2 separate regions of the Mus musculus genome follow, and region 2 is linked to region 1. The links are chromatin contacts, called in public HiChIP or PLAC-seq maps. All regions are on one chromosome and are shown on one strand. The core of a region is the stretch at or near the end of the contact, and the rest is flanking DNA. Distances in the headings are between cores, read along the strand shown. Region 1 has its middle 30 kb from the start of Nxph3. Region 2 overlaps Igf2bp1 (insulin-like growth factor 2 mRNA binding protein 1).

The links. HiChIP or PLAC-seq counts read pairs in DNA pulled down with a chosen protein or histone mark.
Region 2: a contact with region 1 is called in an H3K27ac HiChIP or PLAC-seq map of embryonic stem cells, with 5 read pairs. The contact joins two enhancer-like sites. A contact is called at or near these places in 2 of 15 datasets of contacts at CTCF or cohesin (the NIH/3T3 cell line and large pre-B cells), 1 of 484 Hi-C or Micro-C datasets (pro-B cells), 1 of 115 datasets of contacts at active chromatin or transcription factors (embryonic stem cells) and 1 of 9 other capture datasets (adipose tissue).

The regions. Positions count from the first base shown.
Region 1 is chr11:95,541,824-95,547,197 of GRCm38.p6, reverse strand. No RefSeq gene overlaps it. Among named protein-coding and RNA genes, the nearest start is that of Nxph3, 30 kb to the right of the region's middle. Within about 2 kb of position 2,482, at least 21 of the 459 cell types and tissues checked have an H3K27ac peak or open chromatin away from gene starts, as enhancers often do. A contact at or near this core is called in embryonic stem cells, where this site is marked.
Region 2 is chr11:95,980,327-95,985,700 of GRCm38.p6, reverse strand. The region is part of intron 2 of Igf2bp1 (insulin-like growth factor 2 mRNA binding protein 1); the gene reads left to right. Among named protein-coding and RNA genes, the nearest start is that of Mir3063, 20 kb to the right of the region's middle. Within about 2 kb of position 3,015, at least 105 of the 459 cell types and tissues checked have an H3K27ac peak or open chromatin away from gene starts, as enhancers often do. A contact at or near this core is called in embryonic stem cells, where this site is marked.

The DNA.
Region 1 (5,374 bases), core at 1,233-3,732:
GTGGAGATCTCATACATGCTCATGCTATACCTAATACAGCAGTCTATGTCTGCTGCCTTCGGATCAAGATGTAGAACTCTGACTCCCTTCTCCAACACTATGTCTCCAACATGCCATGTTTCCTGCCATGGTAATAATAAACTAAACCTCTGACACTGTAAGCCAGCTCCAATCGAGTGTTTTCCTTTATAAGAATTGACATGTCATGGTGTCTCTTCACAGCAAAACAAAACAAAACAAAAACCAACAACAACAAACCAAAACCAAACCAAACCAAAAAACCCTCAAAAAAAAAAAAAACACAAAAAAAAAAAACAAAAACAAAAAAAACCGTAAGACACTTTCAGAAGCACGATTATGGGAGCTTATGGGAGCATGAGTGATCAAAACACCCAAGTCACCAGATGTTCCACATCTGCAGAGATGGAGTCCCTCCTCAGTCTTACACTTTAGCATCTTCCAGGACCACGTGAAGGCAGAGTTACACACAGCTGGCAGGGGTGGGAGGAGAGGTAGGGGGCGGTGGGGCTGCCCTCGGCTGAAAGGGAGTGGGACCTCTGGTGAGGGTCTAATGACCCTCAATAGCCCCCTCTGTGAGGGAGCATCCACAGGCCTGACCTTGCTCAGGTGTTCTTCAGTAATCGCAGCTGCCTGAATTAACATAGTAATAGTGGTGGCCTGGAGAGATGGCTCAGCGGTTAAGAGCACAGGCTGCTCTTCCAGAGGACCCAGGTTCAATTCCCAGTAACATCATGACAGCTCACAACTCTAACTCCAGTTCCAGAGGATCTGGCACCCTCTAACAGATGTACATGCTGGTAAAACACCAACGCACAGAAAAAAAAAAAAAAAAAACCTTTAAAAACAAATCCAACAGTCCCATGTGTGTTACGTTTGTGTATCTGTATCACTACGACCTACCTGCCTTCCACAGTGCTTTAACCACTCTACATTCCTGAGAATGAGTGTTCTCTTGCTCTGTGTCCTGAATGACACTTGATTTGGTCACTGCTCTCAGGTTTAGCCATTCGGATAGGTGTGAGGTGAGTGGTACCTTGTTTGTTTAAATGTCCAGATCTCTGGCACACACCATGGAGTGCTTCTTGTGGTTATTTACCGTCTCTGCCTCTTCTTTTGGGTGTCCTATTCAGGTATTTTACTTTTTTTTTTCTGCCTTTGTTCATGTGTATATATACACGTGTGCTTGTGTATGCAAGTGGCTGGGTATACCACCCTGGGATGAAGCTACAAACCTAAGATGGCCCACTTCCCTCCTGTTTTAGATCTCATAGTTGATTGACACCTTTGTTGAACCTCTCGGCTCACCAGGAGTCTTCCTTTGGACTCCAGGGAAAGGAAGGCAGCAGAAGGCACTCTGAAGAGGGAAGGGCCTGCACAAGGTGTAGAGCTGGAGCTGGGGAAGGGAGAGGGTGAGTGGAAAATGAAAGAGAAGTTACCTCAAGGGACCAGAAGAGGAGGAGAGGAGCTGGTAGCTCAGCCGAGAGCTGAGGAGTGGAAACCGAGAGGCCCAAGGAGTTAGCCCAGAACACAAGCTGGGTTGTGGTAAACTGGGGCTGAGCTGGGATTCCAACTGGGAACTGCTGGCAAGTCTGCCTGGTTTGCAAGCCTCTCACAAAAAAATAAAGGAGAGTGACCTACGCATGGTTACGGCCCAAGCCTATAACCCAGGCTTGGGAGGCTGAGGCAGGAGGTTTAAGAATTTCAGGCCAGCCTGAGCTACAAGGCAAGTCCCTATCTCAAAACTAACAGCAGCAAAACTCTAACAAGCAAAAAAACAAGCATGAAGGAGTGAAGCAAAGGGGATTTCAGAGTGGGGGTGAGGGGCTAGGGGTGGGGAAGGGGCAGGGCAGGGCAGGGCAGGGCAGGGGGAAGGGGCCTGCACTGTACTTGGTCCAAGGGACCATCAGACCCTACCCCCACCCTAGCAGGATCAGAAAGGGAATGGGTTTCTCTTGGGCACACCCCTCAGTAGACTAGGGAGCGGCTACAAGGTAGGATCCTTGCCACGGAGTCTGTCAGACATCCAGAGCCCCACCTGGTCCCTGCAGGGTGCCATTTCCTGGTGGGTGTATGGTTGTGCTCTTTAAGATTCTGGATGGGGGGGGGGGTATGTGGGTGTGGTAGCACATTCCTTTAATACCAGTGCTCGGGAGCTCAGGAGGCAGATGCAGGAGGATCTCGGAGTTTGAAGCTAATTTGGTCTACAGACGGAGCTCCAAGATAGCCAGAGCTACATAGAGAAACCCAAAAGAAACAAAACAAAACAAACAAACAAACAAGATAAAAGATTCTGGGAATAAGGAAAATGCAGATGTGGAACCCATTGGCAGCTTGCTGAGTTGAGAGGTCAGAAGCCAGGCACCTTCTGAGTCCCCAGGTTACTATGTTGCAATGTGGTCCAGGCCTGCTCAGCACGCACCTTTCCCATCTGGCCACTGGATCTACAGGGCCCCAGATCTGAGAACTTCCCAGTGAGAAATCTGGGAGGAACGCCAGGGATGGTGGAGGAGGGGAGAGCTCAGGTAGGCAGTCAGGAGTGAGCTTGGTAAAGTGTGTGTGTGTGTGTGTGTGTGTGTGTGTGTGTGTATGTGTGTGTGTGTGTGTGTGTGTCGGCACTTTAAAGTCACTCTCATCTGAGGCTCCTTCCCATCCCAGATTTTATCTCTGGGTGCCTGTCCCTGGATGGAGCCTCGCCCTTGTAGCACCCAGTACCCTGGGGAAAGAAGAAGGGCAGATCAAAGAGCAGGTGCCCCTGACCAGGGAACCTGAGATGCTCTCTTTGTGTGTATCCAGGAGAGCCCCTGGCCTAGACAGGATGGACGGAGCCCCTGAGTCAGAGGCTGGGAGGGGAGGGGAGGCGTCCACACAGAAACCAAAGCCGGTACATTCACTGTGGACAAAGAACAGTGTTGGAGAGAGGTCAGTCTCTTCCTGTCAGCTGCTCTAGCTGGAGGCTTCCGGCCAGGTAGTGGGCCAGCTGGATCAGGAAACACCCAGAGGAAGGGGTGGTTAGCGCCTCTATTCATTGAAAACCTAGGGCCGCTCACCAAAGCCTACCTTTTAGCTGATTCTCAATTACTGATGCTCAGGAGCTGAGGGATAAGAATGGAGAATGAAGCACAAGCACACACCATTCCATTCCCAGACACTGTGGCCATCCCTGTCTTCTAAGGAGAAGCTGGCAGGCCATTTGAGTGTAACACTATCCTGTCTTCTGGGCTCTCCCACATCTGGGCTCCCCCCAGCTGCTGAGCTACCACGGTGGCTGTGAACTCTTCCTCCTCAGCCAGCCTAGGGGGTGAGAAGCAGGGAAGAGCTGAAGGGGGCAGCTCAGCTGCTGTCTGCCTGGGCTGTTTGAGCCTCAGGTGGCGCCAGCCCTGTGGGAGGGGGAGTGGTGAGGACGGGAGGGGGTCGGGGTGTCATTTGGGGCCTTGCAGTTGGTCCTGGGATTGGGGTGTGTGTGCCTGGGACAGGTTTAGCATTGTCCTCATGTTGCCCCAGAGTCTGGGAATCCCAAACCTTGTGCTCCCCAAATAACCACTTAGGCCAGCTGCGTTCTCTATGGGTTAATTGAGTTAGAACCTCAGGCACCAGGCTGGGCCTAGGAGTGGAGATACTGGGAAGGGGGTGCGTAAAACTGGGAGGAATGGACATAGGCATACCCCAGCTCATACTCCTGTTCTCTGTGACCCTGAAGTCCCCATGGTTGGTTCTCTGGGACTGCTGTTATTTTTAGGTTGCCTGGTGCTGAGTAAGCAAACCTACAATCCCACAGCTCAGAATGACACCCGTGTGACATGACAGTCCCTTGGGTTATCAGCCTGAGGTCTCTCTGGGACAGTTATGGAGTTCAGGGTCACCTTCCAAGGTCATGTGGTCATTGGTACACTTGGTTCTTGTGGTTTGCTCAGTGAGCACCAGTCTGGAGCTGCCTTTAGCTCCTCGAGGTCAAGGCCATCATTGTTCCTGGCCCTGAGGTATCTCAGGCCCAGAAGGAGCATTTCTGACCTCAGGAAGGGCCTCTTCTGTACCTGATGAGGTCAGGCCCACCCAGAGTCACCTCTCTCTGATGACTGTAAGTCCACTGACCTTGAACCCCATCTTGCCATCACAACCATCACCTGGGACATATTTCTTTCACATCAAAGGGGAGAGGGTTATATGAACGTGTGACCTAGTGGAAGGTCACCTTTTATGCCAAGCCACTCCACCAACGCCATTGTCACCTCCCTCCACAGACTTCTGCCCTGTCAGTCTGTGAGACTGGCAGATGGTACCAGCCTCCTGGAGGAGGCCTGGGCTGCACTTGACTCAGTAAAGAGTATTAAAGCGCGCCAGGTAATGTGGGGTTGCACAAGCAGCTGAAGTCTGACCCCTTCTCAAGCCAGCTCCATGCACCTAGTTACTTTTTGCTCAGGGTGCATGTAGTTCAATTGGAGATTGCTTGCCTGATGTGTAGAGGCCATGGGTTCAACACACATAGACATACAGACATAGAGCTCTTTGAGTTCGGTGGGGGTGGGGAGGGGAGAGACCCATTCTAGCACAAAGAAATCTTAGACATCATACATCTGTGTCTCAGTTAGAGTTTCTATTGCTACGATAAAACGCCATGACCAAAAAGCAAGTTGAGAAGGAAAGGGTTTATTCCGCTTGCATTTCCACATCACCTTTCATCACCAAAGGAAGTCAAGACAGGAATTCAAGCAGGACAGGAATCTGGAAGCAGGAGCTGATGCAGACACCATGGAGGGGTGCTGCTAACTGGCTTGCTTCCCCTGACTTGCTCAGCTTGCTTTCTTATAGAACTCAAGACCATCAGCCCAGGGATGGCACCACCCACTATGGGCTGGGCCCTCTCCTATTGATCACTAATTGAGAAAATGCCCTACAGCTGGATCTCATGGAGGCATTTCCTTAACTGAGGCTCCTTCCTCTCTGGTGACCCCAGCTGTGTCAAGTAGACACAAACCCAGCCAGTACAATCTGGGACACAGTGTCTATGTTCAGACTGGGAAGAAGGTAGGGACATTGGGGAGGTGTGGACCCTTGTGACCAGGAAGGACGTGATGACAGCATCTCATCTTGGACATTTGTCAAGAATTCTACCTCCATGTTTCTCCTACTACCACTGCCTAGACACCTCAGGGATCTTAGAGACCAGCCAGTGGTGGAGATTATCAGAGACAGACAGGCTGCACACTAGAAGGGAAAGTGGGTCTTGTAAACATGAAGAACTGGGGGGGGGGGGGGTTAAACTCAGGCTAGCATGTGCCAGAAGCCTGCAGAGAGGAGGCAGCCTGGAGGAGGTCCTGTGGGTGGCACCCAAGGAGATCTTTCCCAGCTCTGCCAC
Region 2 (5,374 bases), core at 1,766-4,265, 440 kb before region 1:
TGTCTGTGGACACCTGAGATGCTCTAGTCCTACTGCTCCCCCTGACCCCCTCCTGAGGAATGGTCCCCAGAGAGTCTTGATTTGAGTGAGGCCACAGGCTGAGGCAAAACTTGGCTTTGGGGTGGGATCGATGTGAAGTTCCCAATTTAGTCTTGTTTTCCAAGGAGATGAAAGTTTAGGCTTAAGACTGGATCCTCTGCAGATTGACTGTATTCAAAAATGTTACTACCACCCTCATCCAGCTTTTACCACTGTGGTTTAAGGGAACTTTGGTTTTTTTTTTTTTTAATTTTATTTATTTTATGTATGTGAGTACACTGTAGCTGAACAGATGGTTGTGAGCCTTCATGTGGTTGTTGGGTGTTGAATTTAGGACCTCTGCTCGCTCTGGTCAACCCCGCTCCCTCAGTCCCTGCTCACTTCAGTCCAAAGATTCATTTATTACTATAAGTACACTGTAGCTGTCTTCAGACACACCAGAAGAGGGCGTCAGATCTCATTACAGATGGTTGTGAGCCATCATGTGGTTGCTGGGAATTGAACTCAGGACCTTTGGAAGAGCAGTGAGTGCTCTTAACCACTGAGCCATCTCCACAGCCCGGGAACTTAGCCATCAACACTTCGCTCTGGGTGTGGAGGTGAAGGGAGCACTTTTTCAGAGAATAAGAACTTTGTGAGAGTTGGCTTGGTTCAGGAGTTAAGACCACTGACTGCTCATCAAGAAGACTCAGGTTCCATTCCCAGCATCTGCATCGCAAGGCTGCTTAGAGCCACCCACCCTTAACTCTGGTTCCAGGGTATCTGAGACCCCAGAGCCTCACCACCTCATCATACGTGTTCAGCACTTACATGTGTGCAGGCTTATACACGTAAAATGAACAATCTTTTAAAAAAGAGAACTCTGAAAATCTTATATCCATTTTTTGGGGGGTGGGTGGGTGTTGGTTTTTCCAGACAGGGTTTCTCTGTGTAGCCCTGGCTGTCCTGGAACTCACTTTGTAGACCAGGCTGGCCTTGAACTCAGAAATCTGCCTACCTCTGCCTCCCAAGTGCTGGGATTAAAGGCGTGTGCCACCCATTGCCCGGCTAAATCTTAAATCCTTAAAAGAACAGGTAGAGTATCAGGATGATTGTTCTGAGTTGGAGGCTAGTCTGGGCTACAGAGTATAACTCACAGGAAAAAAAAATGGGGGTCGGACTGCACTGGGAGTATAGCTAGAATCCCAAAGCCCTGACCTCGATACCTAGGACCCTGTAGAACCGAACATTGTAGCTCATCTTTGCCTGTAATTCCAGTGTATAGAAGTTCATTTCAAAACCAAAACAGAAGATAATATTATCTTAATTGGTGTTTCTAGTATGCTAGAAAAATGGCCTTTCAACAAAATGTAAAACTATACATCTGGAAAACTAGATCTGCTTCAGGCTGGGTATAGTGAGTCGTGCTTTTAATCCCAGCACCACCCAGCACACCCAGGCCGAGGCAAGCCTGGTCTACATAGGGCAGCTAGGGCTATGCAGAAAAAACAGGTCTCAAAAAGCAAACGAAACCCAAAACAAAAAAGTAGATGGAGTTTTGGTTCTACTCCTGGCTTTGGCGTTCAGTGATTATGAAATGCAGACAGGATACTCATGGCGTATTTTAATCTCGGCCCTGGGCTGTCAAACAAAGCCGCCGGTAGCACATTTCTATAAAATGAACACAGTTCTATAAAATGGACCCGGGAGAGATACTCCTAATCCCAAGCACCCCCATGTGTGTATACGATGTGATGGGTGTATGGCGGTGTGATGGGTGTATGGCGGTGTGATGGGTGTATGGCGTTGTTCTTTTGTCTCTCTGCCTCTTTAAATCTCTCCTGGCATATTTCCCCTGCTTGGCCTCCCTGTCCTCACATCCCCAGGTGTCCTCACATCCCCAGGTGAATTTCCTGGTTAGCAGGAGTCTGTTGAGCTGCCCTCCAGGCTGGATCTCTGAGGGTCAGAGCGAGCAGAGAACAGGGGAAAGCTGTTTGCACTTAGGAACCATTTTGGCTGTTCTAACCATTGCCTTTAATGGCCACTGCTGGCGGCGCTATAGCTGCTAGAGGGTCAGGGCAGCTGGTTCTCTCTCCTTGCTGGAGCTGGGCTTGGCCCTCCCGGCACTAAGAGTGCTTAGGTGTGGTGCCCTTTTACCTATAGGACATAACCACTACTCAGCCTGGCCTTGGTAGACCCGGGTTTATTGGAGCAGGGTCAATGTAGCAGAGATGGAGGAGTGGAAGACTTTCTTTCTCTGTCATTGTGAACACATTTATTTAGATTCAGCAATGACTGTCACCGCCCCTTCCACTCTACCTCCAGGTCTCCTTTAGAATACTGTCAGGGGCTTGCTGGACTTAGCTCCCACCAGGAGAAACCCCTGGGAAGTGTGAGTTGTGCTCCCACTCATCAGGAGCTCTAAGCCAGCTCAACCTTCCTCACGCTGGGACCTTTAATACAGGTCCTAAGGTTGTGCTGACCTCCAACCACAACATTATTTTTGTTGCTACTTCGTAGCTAGTTTTGCTACAGTTATGAACCGTAATGTTCTGTCCTGATATCAGCTCCTAGGCGACCCCTGTGAAAGGGTAGGTAAGTAAGTAGGGTCTGTGGATCCCCAAAGAGTTGTAAGCCACAGATTTAGAGCCACTGTAAGCCCTCAGCACACCAGCCTAACGCAGCCAACTCTGGGCCTCTCATAGGTGGGATGAGTAAGTTATCCAAAGGGGTTGTAATGTAAGCAAGGGAATTTAGGTTACAGGTCCCAGCAGTGCCCTGTGCGGTTTGGGCCTGAAAGGAATTAGGTAGCACCAGGCTCAGTGGAAAGCCAGGCTTAGAAGACAAAGGTCCTCTTCCAGGCTATCCCCTTGGGTTTTAATCAGGGCTGGGGGCTTTGCTGAGAAGGAAGTCTGGGAGGAGCCTAGAGTGGGTTCCCAGGATGGGGTGTGTATGCCCTAGAGGGTGAGGGAGGGCTGCTGGGATGTCTTTCTTTCATTGGTTGGGTAGACCTGCCCTCCTCCCCCTCCCGCTCCTGGAACATTCCAGACATTCCAGCCAATCTGCCTGCCATTGCTTTCTGGATATGGATTAACAAACATCCTTGCAGAGATTAGATTTCACTGCTACCACCCTGCTCCTGCCATACTGAATAGAAGGCCCCAAATCAGAGTTTGGACAGGCAAGTCTTGGCCTTTGACCTGGGATTGCACTAATGGGTTCTTTCAAACTAGGCTCCTGTTCTGGGGTTGCTGTATGCCTTGTTTCTTCCTAGGCAGGCTGCCTTCATCTCCCCTCTATCCAGAAGGACTTCCTGGGGGGAGGTGTCCGGGGCTGGGCACTGTTCATTTTCTCCCAGATTCTTCACCCATCTGAACATACTCGGTGTATCTATTTGGTTAGCAAAGGTGTTTTGTGAGAAACCCTTACCAGGGAGATCCAAAGCTGCCTTTTGGCCAGTCCTTGGATCTGGTACCTGGTGGAATGGGGTCTAAGGACTCAGCAATGGGCTTGTTGGCTTCCCGTGTGTGTCTGACACAGAGCACGCCTCACGCCGCTGGACCGGGTGTTGACTTTGTGGTTCTCCTGCCAGTACTGTGGGTGCTGGGATTACAGAGGGTCGACAGGCTTATCTATCCGTGCAGTCCTGGGACTTGAGCGCAGGACTTTGTGTCTGCTAGACAAATGCTGTACTCGTGGAGTTATGTCTGTCTGTCTTCCCCTCCTCTTCTATCACTGCAACGCCACCTTCCGACTGGCCTACTGTTCTATAGACTGGCCTGTGCGTGCATCAGTCCTGCTTTAGCCTGGAATCATGGCTCAAGCCTCCAGACTCAGCTGACTGTTTCCAATCCTCACTGTATCTACTCTAACTTTGTTAGGTCAAGTTCACAAACCACCAAGGTTTTCCTTCAAACAGATCCACCTTTCCTTTAGCTTTTTATTATTTCTTTTTCAAGATAGGATTTCTCTGTATAACCTTTGCTATCCTGGGACTCATTGTGTAAACCAGGCTGGCCTCGAACTCAGAGATCTGCCTGCCCCTGCCTCTTGAGTGCTGAGTTTGAGGAGGAAGAGGTTGGGTTTGGGTCAGGGGTGACATAGCTAAAGGAGCCGGGGACACCACTGCTCCACTCTTTTAGCTATGTCATTCCCAGATTTTCCCTGCTGTAGCTTGTCAACAAGGAGTTGTCGCTCTCAGAATTTCAGACTCAGTGGATCACAGAGACCCTTCTATTTTACACTAGACCCTGCTTTGGTAGGGACTGCCTAGGACAACTAAGGCCAACACACCCACTGTTAGGGCCTTGCATTCCTTTTTGCTTGCCCCACCCCACAGCTTGATGCCAGCTCTTCTGGTAGCCCACTGAGCATACGTGACTCAGCATTCTCTCACCTTGGGTACACTACACCGGTATTTTGCCTTCCTGTATGCCTGTGTGCCTTGTGCATGCAGTGCCTGTAGGGGCCAGAAGAGGGCATCTGATCCCCCTCATTATAGAAGGTTGTAACTCATCCTGGGCCTGGTGGCAATTAAATCCTGCTCCTCTAGAAGAGCTCCCAGTACTCTAAACCGCTGAGCCATCTCTCCAACGCCCTGGATCTCCGCCCTGGATCTCGTCTTTGAACTAAAGGTTTGTACGGGATCAAAGACACACAGAGATCTAAATGACAATTGACTAACCCATCAAGTCAATCTAAATGTCTTAAGCTCAGAGATTAAGGTATTGATTTGGGTGGTGAGCAGACTCTCTGGGTCACTCTGGACCTTAGCCTTGAACCTGCATTCCTCAAGGGAAATCAGTTTTTTCAGAGCCATTTGAAAGCTGGGATGGAGTAAGTATAGTATAGTCACCTGGGAGAAAAAAGGTGGTCCTGATGCTGCGCTGTGTGTTGATCACTCTGGAGAACTTTAGCCATTCATAGATGCATCTATTGTTACACTTTAAGAATTCACCCCAAGTCTTTCCTAAGCGCTTTACAAACACTATCTAATGCCACCTCCCACTTGTGAATGGGGTTTATCCTTGTTGTACAAAGCGGGGGGAGACCAGGTCTCAAAGAACTTAAGTAATCTTCTAATGTGCTAATAAGTGGTTTAGATCCCTAGTTGTGCCAAGGGCTTAACCACTGTACTATTATTATCTTATGCAATTGTTCGCATATATTGTTTCCCTTAATACGATGTGAGCGCCTGGGTCAGGCATTCCGCCACTTTTGTTCATTGCTGTGCCCCAGTCCTGCGAGCAAAGTACAGCTTGAAGTAGGTGCTAGTTAAAGAGGTGTTGGATTAATTAATAGTTACCGTCTTACTTGACTTTGGATTTGCTTTATTTTAAGTACGTATGTGTGGGTA